2 separate regions of the Mus musculus genome follow, and region 1 is linked to region 2. A link is a contact called in public HiChIP or PLAC-seq data. All regions are on one chromosome and are shown on one strand. Each heading gives the region's core, a stretch centred on a gene start, on an enhancer-like site or on the middle of the called end of the contact. The rest is flanking DNA. Distances are from core to core; before and after follow the strand shown.

Region 1 (7,328 bases), core at 3,476-5,975, 38 kb after region 2:
GGAGGGGAGGGGAGGAGGAGGGGAGGGGAGGGGAAGAGGGGAGGAGAGGAGGAGGGGAGGGGAGGAGGGGAGAGAAACCCAGATCTGTATTTTCATAGAGCACAATAAGAGTTTGACAAATCAGACTAGAACCTAGAAAATGCCAACAAGGAGAGGTACCAGCTCCTAGTAGGTCAAATGTGCAGCACAATGCATGCCAGAGTTAATTGAGGATGCTGTCTTCTGAAATTTGGTCAGCCCTGAGAGGACAGGAAGGGCAGACAGCTGGGGAGATGTGACATTCGTGTTTTATCCATGTTGCACGGGGTTCCAGGGCAAAAGTAACCCACCCCAAGGCATCCCTGGATCGTGATAGGAATGTGCTGTACAAAGTCACTTCCTGGAACACACCAGGAAGAGTGTGTTCTTGTCATGACGGATCCCAGGGTCCACCAGCAAAAAGTACAAGCAGCTGTGACTAGCAGACAAGATCTTGTGACAGGTTACATCACAAAAAAGGTGGAGTCTGCTGTGACAAACGGAACAGGAGATAAACAAAGAAGGCAGAGTCTGCATGGCCTAATGAACATCAGGACTGCTAATGTATGTGTGCATGTATTTTAAATAAGTTAAAGGAAACAACTAGGCAGAATATAAACAATTACACCTTAACAAGGATTCTTTGTGAACTGAACAGGTTATCCTGGGCTGAGCAAGGAGAACAAAAAACCTAAACACAAGAAACTTGGAAACAACCTGTACACCTTCAGACCTAAATGATTGGGTGTTTCTGGTTTGACTTCAATGTGCACCACCACTCAAAATAAACAAATTCCTGAGACCCAAGGGTGGCAACTCAGACAGATCTTGAGAGAACTGTGTGCTGTGAACAAGCCAGTCTCTGAAGCTTGCACAGCCTGGGCATGGTAGGGCAGGCCTATAACATCAGCATTCCGAGGACTCCAGGCTAGCCTGTAGTACATGGCTAGACCCTGTTTTGAATACAAACAAAAAGGATTTTTGAGCAATTGAACACCATCTTTAAAACTCGAAAAGTACAAATATATCTGCATACAGTCTTTCATTTGATCTTAGCCACAGCCACATGGGTAAGGTTTTTCAGTGTATTCAATCTTTATTCTTCTCCCCAACTAAAACACCAGCCTGAGGATTTCACTTGGGATATTTTCTTGTCTATGAGACAAAGAAGAAAAGGGGAGGAGAAGCAGCTTCCCTCCTCTCACAGCTGAGTAAAGCCACCTACCTACCGACTGCCCAGGCATCAGTAAAGCAGGGGCTACAAAGCTCATCCTTAATATCCTGTCACATACAGACTCGTGTCAGTTACTCACACACCTGAAGTGAGCAACTTAATCTTAGCATTATTCAAAAAAGGTGCAATCACTACCATGAGTTGGGTTTAAGATATCATTCCAAATAGAAATTCATTATTCGTCCCTCTCCCTCTCCCTCTCCCTCTCCCTCTCCCTCCCCCTCCCCCTCCCCTCCCTCCTCCCTCCTCTCTCTCTCTCTCTCTCTCTCTCTCTCTCTCTCTCTCTCTCTCACACACACACACACACACATACATACATACACACAACACACACAATCACACTCACACTTTTATACAGGCCACACATGCACATTGGTATACAGATATACATGAATACATACACATATGCACCCATTCACACATACATACACAAACACACAGATACAGTACCTACACAAACACACAGATACAGTACACTCAAACACACACATGTGCACACACACATTCATAGACAGATACACATGTACATACCACCAGTTCTTAGAAAATCATAATATACTTATTATCCCTGGAGATTTTACTCTTTTGGACATTGCCAATGAAGAGAATCATTGGTGTGGCATGTAGACTTGGCTATGTTCACTAGTAGGATGTTCTCATTGAGGGATTCATTAGTATTGTAGCATACAGTACCTCATCACTTTGTATTATTAAAGAGCCCCTTCACTGCACCAATCAACAGATTACTCTCCTCGTTCATCATTTGATGACCATTGAGTCATTTCTACTTTTTGGCAATTAAGAATATACTTCTGGAGCTAGAGAGATTGGCTCAGCAGTTAGTTAGCACTTATCACTCTTGCAGAGGACCATGGTCCAGTTCCCAGAATCCACATCTTGGCTCACCTTGATCTGGCCTCTGAGGGCATCAGGAGTGCACAACACACACATGGATACATGCAAACAAACACTCATACACATAAAATAAAAATAAATCTTAAGAATGAGAATACTGGGGCTGGTGAGATGGCTCAGTGGGTAAGAGCACCCGACTGCTCTTCCGAAGGTCCGAAGTTCAAATCCCAGCAACCACATGGTGGCTCACAACCACCCGTAATGAGATCTGATGCCCTCTTCTGGAGTGTCTGAAGACAGCTACAGTGTACTTACATATAATAAATAAATAAATCTTAAAAAACAAAAAACAAAAAACAAAAAAAAAAACCTGAAAGCAATTAACCTTTAAAAAAAAAAAAGAATGAGAATACTGCTAAGGACATTCCTGTATGAGCTAGAGTGAACTTATCTGCGACTTCAGTTATGCACTGCTTCCTTCAGATGAAAACGTTTCAAATCTTCTTGAGTTCATACATACATGCTACCATGTACAGTCACCTTTATAGTTTGTAAGGAAACCAGCACACAGTGTTTATCTAACTGTAACTTTGACTAGTTACATCTTCAATGTTTCTGCATCCTTCCATCTTGTCCTCTCACCCCTTTGGCTAAGGTCAAGTTCCCTACTTGTCCTTAGGTTGTCTCCTGGACAATTGTCATTTGGGAAGGCTGAAGGTAGAGTTTTGACTACTAATTTTCTAATGGCTAGTAAGGAGTATCTTCCATTGTTTTTTGGCCATCTGAATAGCTCTTGTGACACGAGTCTATTCATGCTTTCTTTCCCATGTTTCATTTTTATTGTTAGCTGACTAGAGTTCTGTACATGTTATGAACATTAACTTCACATAAGATATAAATATAAGATATTTGTAAATAAAGTATTTTCTCCCATTCTGAAATCTGCCTTGTCAGTTTCCCGATTTATACCACACACGTCATTCATTTTTACACTTTATCTTTCCCTTACCTACTTTCCTCTGTGCTTGTCCTTTAGTACCATGAGGGACCTAGGATTTCCTTGTACAGTTTCTATTAGAAGTTGAATAGGCTTTGCCCTTACAGTTGGGTCAGCTTAGTGTACAGGAGGTTGATTCCTTTCTTCTGAGTTCCTCTGGAACTATCTACCACTTGTCAAGCACTGTTCTTTCCCACATTGAACTGTGGATCAACTTTCAGCAAAAATAATTCCACTTCTCTGAGGTCCCCGTCTGAGAGAACAGGCAGGACCATGCACTCAGTTTTGTCCCCTTACACAACTTCTAGGACTTATTATTTTGTGAGACAGATATTTGTTAACAAATGGAAGAACTGCATTTAACTTACTTGAGAACTCAAACAACTTCTGCTTGCTACAATCAGTTCTGTAAAGACGGCCACTGGCTCTTGTTGGGAAGCTGGGGACTGATCTTCCTGCCTTACCCATGACCTCTCCCAATAAATGAATTTATTAATTTCCATGAATTGTTATGGCTGGTGGGAGGTGTGTGCCTGGAAAATACAGGCTGCCAGGAGAAGGCCACAGAGATGATTGAACTTCTCCTGACTTCAGAATCGCCTTGGCCCCTGAGAAGTTGTTAGCCCTAGACCTTTCACCTTAGAACCCTGAAGACCAAGGACATCTGTGTTCTTTAAGCCACCCTAATTATGGGATTTCTAAGACATCAAATACAATTTTTGCCTTTATGGTGTTTCAGAGAAAACTTGAGCTAGGAAAGATGATGAATGGAATCGTAAGTCAATTGTGGATTCAGTTTTACAGCTTCAAAAAAGCTAAATCCAGGAGCTGGAGAAATGGCTCAGAAGCAAAGAACACTGGCTGCTCTTCCAGAGGGCCCAATTCTCAGCTCTGCATCACAGACAGCAACTCTACTCTACTGCCAAGGCATCTGTCCTCTTCTGGCATTCTTGAGCACCAGGCACATACAAGCTACAAAAATGTGTACAGGTACACAAATAGGCAAAACACACAGAAAATTAAATAAATTGTGAATTATTTGTTTATTCACTCATTTATATTTGGTTTTTCGAGAAAGGGTTTCTCTGTGTAACAGCCCTAGCTGTCCTGAAACTCACTTTGTAAACCAAACTGGCCTCAAACTCATAGAAATCCACCTGCTTCTGCCTCCCAAGTGCACCACCATGCCAGACTAAGTAATTTTCAAAACAATATATTAAAACATCATCTCCTGCCGAGTGTGGTGGCGCACGCCTTTAATCCCAGCACTTAGGAGGCAGAGGCAGGTGGATTTCTGAGTTCAAGGCCAGCCTGGTCTACAGAGTGAGTTCCAGGACAGCCAGGGCTATACAGAGAAACCCTGTCTCAAAAAACCAAAAACAAAAAACAAAAACAAAAACAAACAAACAAACAAAAAAACATCATCTCCCAAGGAAAGAAGTTTAAAGTCAACATAATGCCTACTATCTTGTTAGCACACAATAGATACCGTCCGGTACACACTTCGAGAGTGCATTACATAAGAATTCTGTTGACCTTTGTCTTTTGGATCATTCTGACATTGTTAAGAGTCCTCCCGTTTGCATCATCCAAGGCCCAGGTGCTCAGCTACACTCACAGGAGCCCCAGACTTGTCTCTTTCAGCAATGATTTCTCTCCCTGCAGCTGCACTCCAAGGACTGCTTTTGTGGACCACCAGGAATTTCCTGTGATAGAATATCAGAAAGCTACTGGTGTCTCGGAGGAGGTGACTTCACAGGGCAAAAGTTCCCTTTCTACAATAAACATTCTCGGTGTGGCCATGCCGGAGACTTCCCACACAGACCCCCACACCTACCAGCCACTTGTCATCTTGACAACAAATAGCCAGAGAAAGAAACAAGATCATTGGTACAAGACTGTTTTTTTTGTTTTGTTTTGTTTTGTTTTGTTTTAAGTGGACCTGTTTTTGGTTTCTGGATAAGTTAACCTTATGGAAACCAAAGCAAGCAGGAGTGGTGGCTCACTCCTGTAATCTCAGCGTTGAGGAAGCTGAAGCAAGAAGTCGCTGTGAGTTCAAGGATCACCGGACTATATAGCAAGAGAAAAGTGCGGAGATATAAGAGAAGAGAAAACAAACCGAAAAGAGAAGCTACCTTAAAAATAAGTTTTAAAAAGAGAAAAGAAGGGTTGTTCTTGTGATTTTTTTTTTTTTTTGTTTTTTTTTTTTTTTTTTTAGGGAGGGTTGAGCATTTTTGGTTTGGTTTGGTTTGGTTTTTGGTTTTTGGTTTTTGGTTTTTGGTTTTTGGTTTTTGGTTTTTGGTTTTTGGTTTTTGTTTGTTTGGTTTTGTGGTGCTGAGAATCAAAGCCAGAGCCTCAAACATTCTAGGCAATTTTAGTGCTTACCTATGGACGCAATAGCAGCCATCAATTCTCATTTCTAAGTGTAGGATGAAGGTGAGCGTGCCAGTGTCAGGTGAGCATGAAGCCCTAAGCATCCTAAGGTACTATCCAAGATGCTAAGGATGGAAGAAGACACACAACTTCTAGCTGCCCCTCTAAAAACCAGGCTCAAAACAGTCAACAAGAAGAGAAGTCAGAAATGGGAGTGCAGCTGGTCCTGTTTGCATGGGAGGGAGTATGTCCCCAGGGCAGGGAGAGCCAACTTGGAGCCCTCACCTCACAGTGATGAATCAAGCAGTAGTATACCTGGTACCTGACCCCTCCACATCCTAGTCACCACTACCTCCCGAGAGAGTCCTGGGTTTTCAGTGCCTCCCCATTCGGGAGCCTTTGCAGGCAGATCTCTCTATGGGGGAGGCAGAAGGCATAGGTAGACAGGTCTGCATGCAGAGCAAAGAGTCACACCAGGTACTTGCTGTACAGCAGTGACTGCAGGACTTTGGTGAGACATCTGTCTGCTCCCAGTCTTACCCTACCCAAGAGTGACAGGAGCCCACCGGAGTCAGTCTCCCACCATGACTGAAGTACTACAAATGAACTGTTAGAAGTCATGCCTTTGGGGGTGATGAAGTGGGCCCCGATTCTCTAATGGAAGGACACATGAGACAGAGAGATGCTGGCCTTGAGATAGAAGTAGGAACCATGAATAGAGTCAGTGCTGGAGGTTCAGTGCTGACAGCCCCTTTCCGCCTAAGAGAGAACAGGGCACATAGTTTCTCCAGACCCACACCACATTCAGGGCCCTTTGTACAGTCCAAGGAGCCTCCAGGCTGGAAAACTTCAAATTAACATGGACTCCGAGCACTTGCTTACTGTCACATGTGGCCTTGGCACGATAGAAAAGGTACATTAAACAAATAACCTTCCAAGTGTCTTGCTTGGTACAGAGGATCTCTCGGTGCTCTAAAGGTGAATAATGCCATCTGGGTACCATGATGGCCTAACCCTTCCATCTCCACCATGCAGCACCGGCTTGGCTGAGGGGTGGGAGCCAGTGTACCTGTGATGACCAGGGAGTGGAATGTGATGGTTTGTATATCCTTGGACCAGGGAGTGGCACCATTTGGAGGTGTGGCCTTGTTGGAATAGGTGTGACCTGGTTGGAATAGGTGTGTCACTGTGGGTGTGGGTATAAGATCCTCACCCTAGTTGCCTGGAAGTCAGTCTTCCACTAGCAGCCTTTGGATGAAGACATAGAACTCTCAGCTCCTCCTGCGCCATGCTTGCCTGGATACTGCCATGTTCCCACTCTGATGGTAATGGACTGAACCTCTGAATCTGTAAGCCAGCCCCAATTAAATGTTGTTTTTTATAAGACTTGCCTTGGTCATGGTGTCTGTTCACAGCAGTAAAACCCTAACTAAGACAGTACCCGAAAAAGGTTTGTGAGCCTCAAGGGTGTCTCCGAAGCACTATCAAGACAAGGTGCCCATTGGGCCCTGTACCTTTCCCTCTGCGCACAGAGCTCATTCATTCTCACTGCATTGAAGCATCTGTGGGGGTCCTTCATCTCATAATACCCAGTGTTTTCCTCAGAACAGAAGTGGATCCCAGTAACTGAAGAGAAAGCTAAACGTCTCAAGTGCTCTGGGGAGGCTGAGGAACCAAGCTCAGGAAATGGGTAGGACAGCAGCAGGTGAGGCCGGGAAGCCTAGACAGCACAGTATAAAGCCAGGCGCAATGCACCACCCCACAGGCCTTAAGACCCATGCGCTGGGTCAGGCTGCTTTAGCACATCTTAACTCTGGCCAATTAGCTGATCATCCTTAAAGCAATGCATAA
Region 2 (7,347 bases), core at 819-3,318:
TAACAGGGAGGGGAAGGAGCAGGGTCCACCATGGGTTCAGGAAGTGCCTGGAAGAACAGACAGGGAGCATAACTCACCAGCAATGTTTAACTCCTGAGAAGCTTAGACATTCCCCCAGAAAATGCCCTTTTATATCTTCCATAAGTCAGATTTAGAAAAACTAAACTCTTTGATTTTTTTCCAGAAAAAATATGTTTTAATGATTCTTAATTGTAAGGAGCGGGTGTGGCAGCAGTCCCAAGAAGGCGCCAGGGACTGCAGCTAAGTCTTATGACTTGCACCTGACTTCCTCATATACCTGAAAATAAGCCACAACCATCGTGAGAGCTGCGCAGGTGCAGCAGGATACTGGCGAATCCATTTTGGTGGAGACATGCCCCTGCTGCCCTGATTAGCTGAAGCTGCGTGCCTGGTGAGGTGACGTGGCCTGCTGTGAGTGGATGAGGGCTGAGAGTATATAAGAGTGAGAGGCCCGGGTCAGAGAGGAAGAAAAGAAAAGTTGAAGAGAGAAAGATGAGAGAGAAAGTTGAAGCGAGAGAGATGAAGACTGAAGTTTGCTGAATAAACTGCTATTAGAAGGACTGGTGGTCCTGCCGCTGGTTGTGAGCGGACGCGACACTTAATTACACCTATCTTATTTGCTTAGGAGACAAAAATATGTAAAATGTATTTGCAGGTATTTTTCAGTGCCTACGGCATTCTGAGAGAGAAATTATCATCTTGGCTTTGCTATTTACAAAATGGGTAACTAAGCATACACCTGGCTTCTCAATGTGTCTTTTCAGCATAAGAGGGAGATAACTAAATTGTGACAATTGAATGAAAAAAATACATGTAATGTACTGAAAGAGCAAGCACCTGCACCATGATGATGACCCTTTCCGATGCCTGGGCTCGTACTAAGCACATTTTAGACTCAATAGTTGCTGTAACAGGAAGAATGAACCTTTAGAGCCCAGAGCTGAGGAAACTTTACTGCCCGACATGGGCATTTCAGTTATCATTTATATCATCATTGGCCCTTCCATGAGGGATGAATATCTGATGCTCAGGCAGCTAGAGATCATGCTTGGAAGGCATTTTCAGGAATAGACTAACTTGTGTTTTTCACCTCATTCCTTGTAACTTCACAGGAAGTAGAAAAAGTGATCCTAGTCTTGGAGCCTTCACTGTACATTCCGAGGGCCCTGCAGGTCAGGCTGAGACCCCAGTTTGGTCATCACTAAGAATATGCCATAAATAATATGGTTTGCAACAGTGGGGCAAAATGCACTCGATCAACTACCATCCAGAGTTATAAAATAAGTTGTCCTTCCAAGAAAACGCTAGTTAAACAAAGATTTTTAAAAGATGAATTTCTTTAGTTTATTATCAAATATGAGTCTTTGTTTTTAGCTACAATTCATGTCATTATTCACATATGTTGTTCCAATAAACAGTAAATATATACACTATACTTTAAAAATATTATGTATTTGCCAGTATAGTGCACATATCGCCTTTAAAAAAACAACTGCAAAAATGGTCTTGTAAAAAAGTATAACTCTAGCTATCAATAACAAAGTATAACTCTAGCTATCAATAACTGCTCAGGCGTCTGCTACAGCCTTTTAAGAAGCCTCTCCTTGCCGGGCGTGGTGGCGCACGCCTTTAATCCCAGCACTTGGGAGGCAGAGACAGGCGGATTTCTGAGTTCGAGGCCAGCCTGGTCTACAAAGTGAGTTCCAGGACAGCCAAGACCATACAGAGAAACCCTGTCTCGAAAAACCAAAAACCAAACAAACAAACAAACAAGCAAAAAAAAAAAAAAAAAACATTAAAAAAAAAAAAAAGAAGCCTCTCCTTCTGGTAGATTCAATTTTTTGGCAAACTCAGATCAATATGTCCCTCTATGAGATGAAAAGACTGAGACTCTTCATCTAACACCATCAGTTGCTTGGCCTGGAGTCTCACAAGCTTGGAGAAGCTGGGGAGCAAGCACATTGAAGCCGGCCTGCCTTGAGGTCACAATGTACTCCCCACTTTAACACTGCCAGGAAAAGCTTTGCTGTGCTTTAAGTTGCCAAACCACTGAAGCTTTAGGTGATGAATCTATTACTTATTAACAAGAGGTTATGCTCGTTTGTGTAAGTAGAAGGTGTGAAAGCTTTCTTCATTTTTAAACACTATGACCTACTAAAGAGGAATGTAAAAAGATAAAGACTGCTACAAATGCTGCATTTCATGGAATGAGGCCAACTGAGAACCACCAGAAGTGCAAAGACGTGAAGTCATGGGAAGATGGCAGGTAGGTCCAATAATCAAACGCGCGCGCACACACACACACACACACACACACACACACACACACATGCACGCACGCACACAGCTGGAACAAGCTGGGCTGCCTGAAGTACCAGGGTGCAAAGCTATCCTTCTCCATAGGAGTTTTGTCCTATCAAGGCCATTGTTTGACAGAGCTCAGGCCTAACAATGACCCATTGTTGCAGATGCAAGTGAGCGTTCCAGGTCTCTCCCTTCATTTTCAGCCTTAGATTCAGCCACCCTCCTGTGGGCTGCTCTGCACATACACTATGTCTGGGCTGCCGGCACACACCACAGATGCCCTGACCAAGTTTGGAGATATTGGAAAACTTTGTCCTTGCTCTGATTTTGATAAAATATAAAGACTACTGCAATTGTTTACAGAAAGATGACACAGGAGAAACAGACTGTGGAACTGCCTACCCGAGCCTCCTACCTCCCTACAAAGCCACATTTGGAGCTCCAAGGACACACCACACACAGAAGATGCGCAGAGGATTTTGTACAAATATGTGATGGCTTGAAATCTTCATTTTTAAAAGGAACTTAAAGACTGTCTTCAGTTACTTGTAAGAGGTTGGTTTTGTTTAACTAACCCTGAAATGGATAGTAATCGCTGCATGGATTTTACTTTCAATGCTTCACGAAGTTGCAAGTCATCCTTGAGCAGGAGACATGCCAGTCTTGGTCTCATTCAGAGTTTATTATGTGTGCTGCTCGGTGAACACCACTGGATGGATTTTTAGTTCCTGGCCTAAAACAACATACCTATAAGCATGCAGCTACTAGCTATAGTTCTTGATTTCTGTATCATGTGAGATTCTTGTACTATGCATAAAAGAATAGTAAGAAGCTTACTGTAAATGTCTACTAAGGAGGCCCTGGATAACAGTCTCACCTGGAAATCATCTCTCCATGATGTATCACTTCCTAAGTGAAGCAGGTGATGACCTGAAGCAAGAGTTTGGACAGTGCCTCTTGACTCTTTCAACAGAGCAGAAGATGTTTCTTGGGGCTGTCTGAATGCTCTGTGTTCTTTGCCTTTTCATTCTATCTGGGATGGAGGATCTTGATAATACTTTTCTAAGGTCCCACAGTGAGAGTGCCTGCCTGAAAGAGTACCAGGTGTGGAAGGATGCCTTGAGTTCCTTATGTTAGACCCTTTGAAAAGGAGGGAATTACCCTGGCATCCAATTTCCCCAGCTGCCCTGGGTTTTGTTGTTCAAGTATTCTATGCATTTCTTCTTCCATCTGTAAAATAGTAACTGTCTACTATTTCTCATTGAGATTTGTTGCGAAACAGAGACTGATTGTAGGTAAAAGTACTTTATAAAAGTCATCTGTGTTGGTGTTAACCATCTATGGAAAAATGCATTGAGTTTGTGTGCATGCCACAGGCCTTTCATCATCTGCCCTGACGGGTGTACCTCTTCACCTTCTGTCTCTTCGCCCTTGCTTCTACACACCACTCCTCTAAGCACTTACAGCACCCACGTCTCTTCCCTCCTTGAGCTGTCCTGTGCCTTAGTGGTTGAGAGCTGAGGTGCAGCATGGAGCCCAATGTCTCTAAGCTCTGGGGTAAAAAGCGGAAGAGAGCTAAGGGAAGTAGAGAGGTTGTTGGGGGGGAAGTCACAATGAGCAATTTTCTATCCAAACTTAATTTTGGATAACAAGATGGTGACTTTTTCTAAAATGTATTAAGAATTTCACAAGGCAAGTTCTCTTATTTTTAATGTGTACATCTATGTTGTGCATTTTTTTAAGTCCTTAGGTTTCAAATCTTAATCTATACTAACCTCTTGGTTCATTGAAGTGTCATACGCTTTCCTGATTGTAAAAGAAAAGAAATATATGCACTATTTCTGACCAAATGTCACATGAAACTTAGACAAATATGGAGTCATTATCCTTCTCTTGACTTCATTAAAACTGAACTAGAGTGTGGATTAGGTGCTCTTTTCTGCTTAAGGTCAGTCAGCTCTGGTGCTTTTCCTTACCTCTGTATCAACGCCTTTTCTTCCTCTAGCCTGTTTTAGTAAATGATCGACTCATACCGAGACTTCATAGATTCCCCCGTTGCACCCAGAATTTCTCTGAACTTAAGTCAGCTCAGCAAAAATGGAAAGTGAATGTCAGGGCAAAACCTGTACTAGAACCGTGGTAATACAGAGTAAATGAGTCCCTGACTCTTACGGGTCTTTCATTCTAGTGAGTGGATCCGAATTTTAATAAAGTGAAGTCAGTGCTGAGCAAGGCATGTGCTAGGGAGGGAGGCACAGGGAAAGAGGCAAGAGAGAGCTAAGCACTCAGCTAGTTGAGAGTGGCTGACATCAACTGGAATACCCTGTAAGTGCTAGGGACGCAGCTGCTCTCTAAACATTCTAGGCAAACAGATTTCATTCTGCTGGAAGTGAGAGACCAGAGGCCTGGGCTTCCATTAACTGTCTCACAATAGGGCAGATTAAGCCCTCTCTTCAAACAACGTGTTGTCAGCCGCTCTATCAGCCGTAATTACCTTTTCCAATCTTACAGTGACCTCCCTGCAGGTGCTGGGGGAAGCAGGTTAAGAATGCCCCCAGCTTATCTTGGTATATTCTGCCCAGTTGAAGGTTGCAGGAGTAAACTTTATTAAGCATTGTCCTGGCTCATCAGGTGGTATCAGCATTAGGGACCAGCTAATCAAAGTCCACCTCTGAATTGTGACATGAATGGACCTGCGTCACTCTGCTTCATCAGAAGCCTGAGGCTGGCCACCTCAAAGGCACTTGGTGAAATGTGGCTTGGGATGAGCCTGGTTTGTTCAGTGTGGTCTTATGACCCATAGTCACCTTAAAGGCAGACTAATTATATGTGACAGTGAGATTCATGATAGTTTATAAGACTTGAGTCTGGCAGCACAATGTTGTGACTCAATAAACATCCCATCCTAGTCTGACCATGTGTTCTAAAGCCAGAGGTAGATAAGTGGCCAAGTGGGAAGCTAAGGCCTGGCTGCCATCTAGCATTTAATATTGTGAGTAGACTATTAAGGAAACTTCATTGGGAGCATTCTGCTATACATAGGGCATGAATCCTAGATATATTTATGTTTAATTTATTTTAATTACATTTATATGTGTGTGCATGCTACGCATATATATGTATATGTAAACATACATACATGTACATGTATACACACACAAACACACACATACACGTGTTCCCATGAAAGTCAGAGGAATTACTTAGAGTTGCTTTTCTCCTTCAACCGTGTGAGTCCTAGAGATTAAACTTAGGTCATTAGGGTTGGTGACAAACACTTTGACTTTGAGCCACCTCACCAGGTCCTAAATACCATTTTTGGTTTTTAATGTTTATCTTGCTTTGCTTTGCTTTGCTTTGCTTCTTTTCTCTCATGCATCACATCCCAACCACAATTTGCTCTCCCTCCACTCCTCCAAGTCTTCCCCCACCACTACCCCTCCCACAAATCCACTACTTCTCCTGTTTTCCTTCAAAAAGTTTTAAAAAGCAGGCCCCCCAGGGATATCTACTGAACATGGCCTAACAAGTTACAATAAGACTAGGTGCAAACCTTCATATTAAGGCTGAACAAAGAAACCCAGTAGGAGGAAAAGGATTCCAAGAGCAGGCAAAGGAGTCAGAATCACTCCACTCCCACTGTTGGGAATCCCACAAGAACACCAAGCTACACAACCATAAGGTATATGTCTCTCTTCTGAGGGTTCTGCTGGCTGTCCAAAGTGTTTGGCTGTGGGTCTCTGCATCTTCTCCCATCAGTTGATGAATTATACTCCTCTGATGACAGACAATTGGACTAGTATAGCAGAATATCATTAGGAATCACTTTAACTTTTTTTTCCAGTTCTACGAGGTTCTGTCCTGGGTCTCTGAGCTGTCCTGCCTCTGGTTCCTAGCCATCCAGGCAGTGTCAGTGTGGTCTTCCTCTCATGTTATGGGCTTCAAGTAGGACCAGTCATTGGTTGGCTATTCCCACAAGTTCTACACCACTTTTACCCCAGCACATCTTTCAGGCAGGACAGATTGCAAGTCAAAAGTTTTGTGGCTGGACTGATGTTCCAGTCCCACTACTAAGACTCTTACCTTGTTATAGAAAATGACCACTTCAGGCTCTCTATTTCTCATTACTAGGATACTTTGCTAGGGTCATTCTCAAAGATTCCAGGGATTTTCCACTGTAGTAGGTTTCTACATAGTCTCCTTAGTTTTCCCCCCAATTCCAGTGATCTCTCCCCAGTACTCTTTCCCTCTGTCCCTCCTACCACCCTCTGCATGCTCCCTCCTATTCCTCTCCCCACCCATCCCCAGTCCACCCACAAAATCTATTCTATTTCCCCTTCCCAGGGAGATCCATGTGTCCCTCTTAAGCCCTTCCTGTTACTTAGCCTCTCTTGTTCTGTGGATTATAGCATGATTATCCTTTACTTAAGAGCTAATGTCCACTTTTTTTTCTGTTTTTTTTTCATTTTTTATTAGGTATTTAGCTCATTTACATTTCCAATGCTATACCAAAAGTCCCCCATACCCACCCACTCCCACTCCCCTACCCACCCACTCCCCCTTTTTGGCCCTGGCGTTCCCCTGTATTGGGACATATAAAGTTTGCGTGTCCAATGGGCCTCTCTTTCCAGTGATAGCCGACGAGGCCATCTTTTGATACATATGCAACTAGAGTCAAGAGCTCCGGGGTACTGGTTAGTTCATAATGTTGTTCCACCTATAGGGTTGCAGATCCCTTTAGCTCCTTGGGTACTTTCTCTAGCTCCTCCATTGGGAGCCCTGTGATCCATCCATTAGCTGACTGTGAGCATCCACTTCTGTGTTTGCTAGGCCCCGGCATAGTCTCACAAGAGACAGCTACATCTGGGTCCTTTTGATAAAATCTTGCTAGTGTATGCAAAGGTGTCAGCGTTTGGATGCTGATTATGGGGTGGATCCCTGGATATGGCAGTCTCTACATGGTCCATCCTTTCGTCTCAGCTCCAAACTTTGTCTCTGTAACTCCTTCCATGGCTAATGTCC

Evidence for each region. HiChIP or PLAC-seq counts read pairs in DNA pulled down with a chosen protein or histone mark.
Region 1: an H3K27ac HiChIP or PLAC-seq map of extraembryonic endoderm stem cells shows a contact between it and region 2. The contact joins two enhancer-like sites. A contact is called at or near these places in 8 of 39 promoter capture datasets (the HPC-7 cell line, cranial neural crest, embryonic stem cells and 2 more), 2 of 15 datasets of contacts at CTCF or cohesin (CD8 T cells and the NIH/3T3 cell line), 2 of 484 Hi-C or Micro-C datasets (extraembryonic endoderm stem cells and spermatogonial stem cells) and 2 of 115 datasets of contacts at active chromatin or transcription factors (embryonic stem cells and extraembryonic endoderm stem cells).

Annotation. Positions count from the first base shown.
Region 1 is chr1:4,755,831-4,763,158 of GRCm38.p6, forward strand. No RefSeq gene overlaps it. Among named protein-coding and RNA genes, the nearest start is that of Mrpl15, 26 kb to the right of the region's middle. Within about 2 kb of position 4,726, at least 4 of the 459 cell types and tissues checked have an H3K27ac peak or open chromatin away from gene starts, as enhancers often do. A contact at or near this core is called in extraembryonic endoderm stem cells, where this site is marked.
Region 2 is chr1:4,720,348-4,727,694 of GRCm38.p6, forward strand. No RefSeq gene overlaps it. Among named protein-coding and RNA genes, the nearest start is that of Mrpl15, 62 kb to the right of the region's middle. Within about 2 kb of position 2,069, at least 24 of the 459 cell types and tissues checked have an H3K27ac peak or open chromatin away from gene starts, as enhancers often do. A contact at or near this core is called in extraembryonic endoderm stem cells, where this site is marked.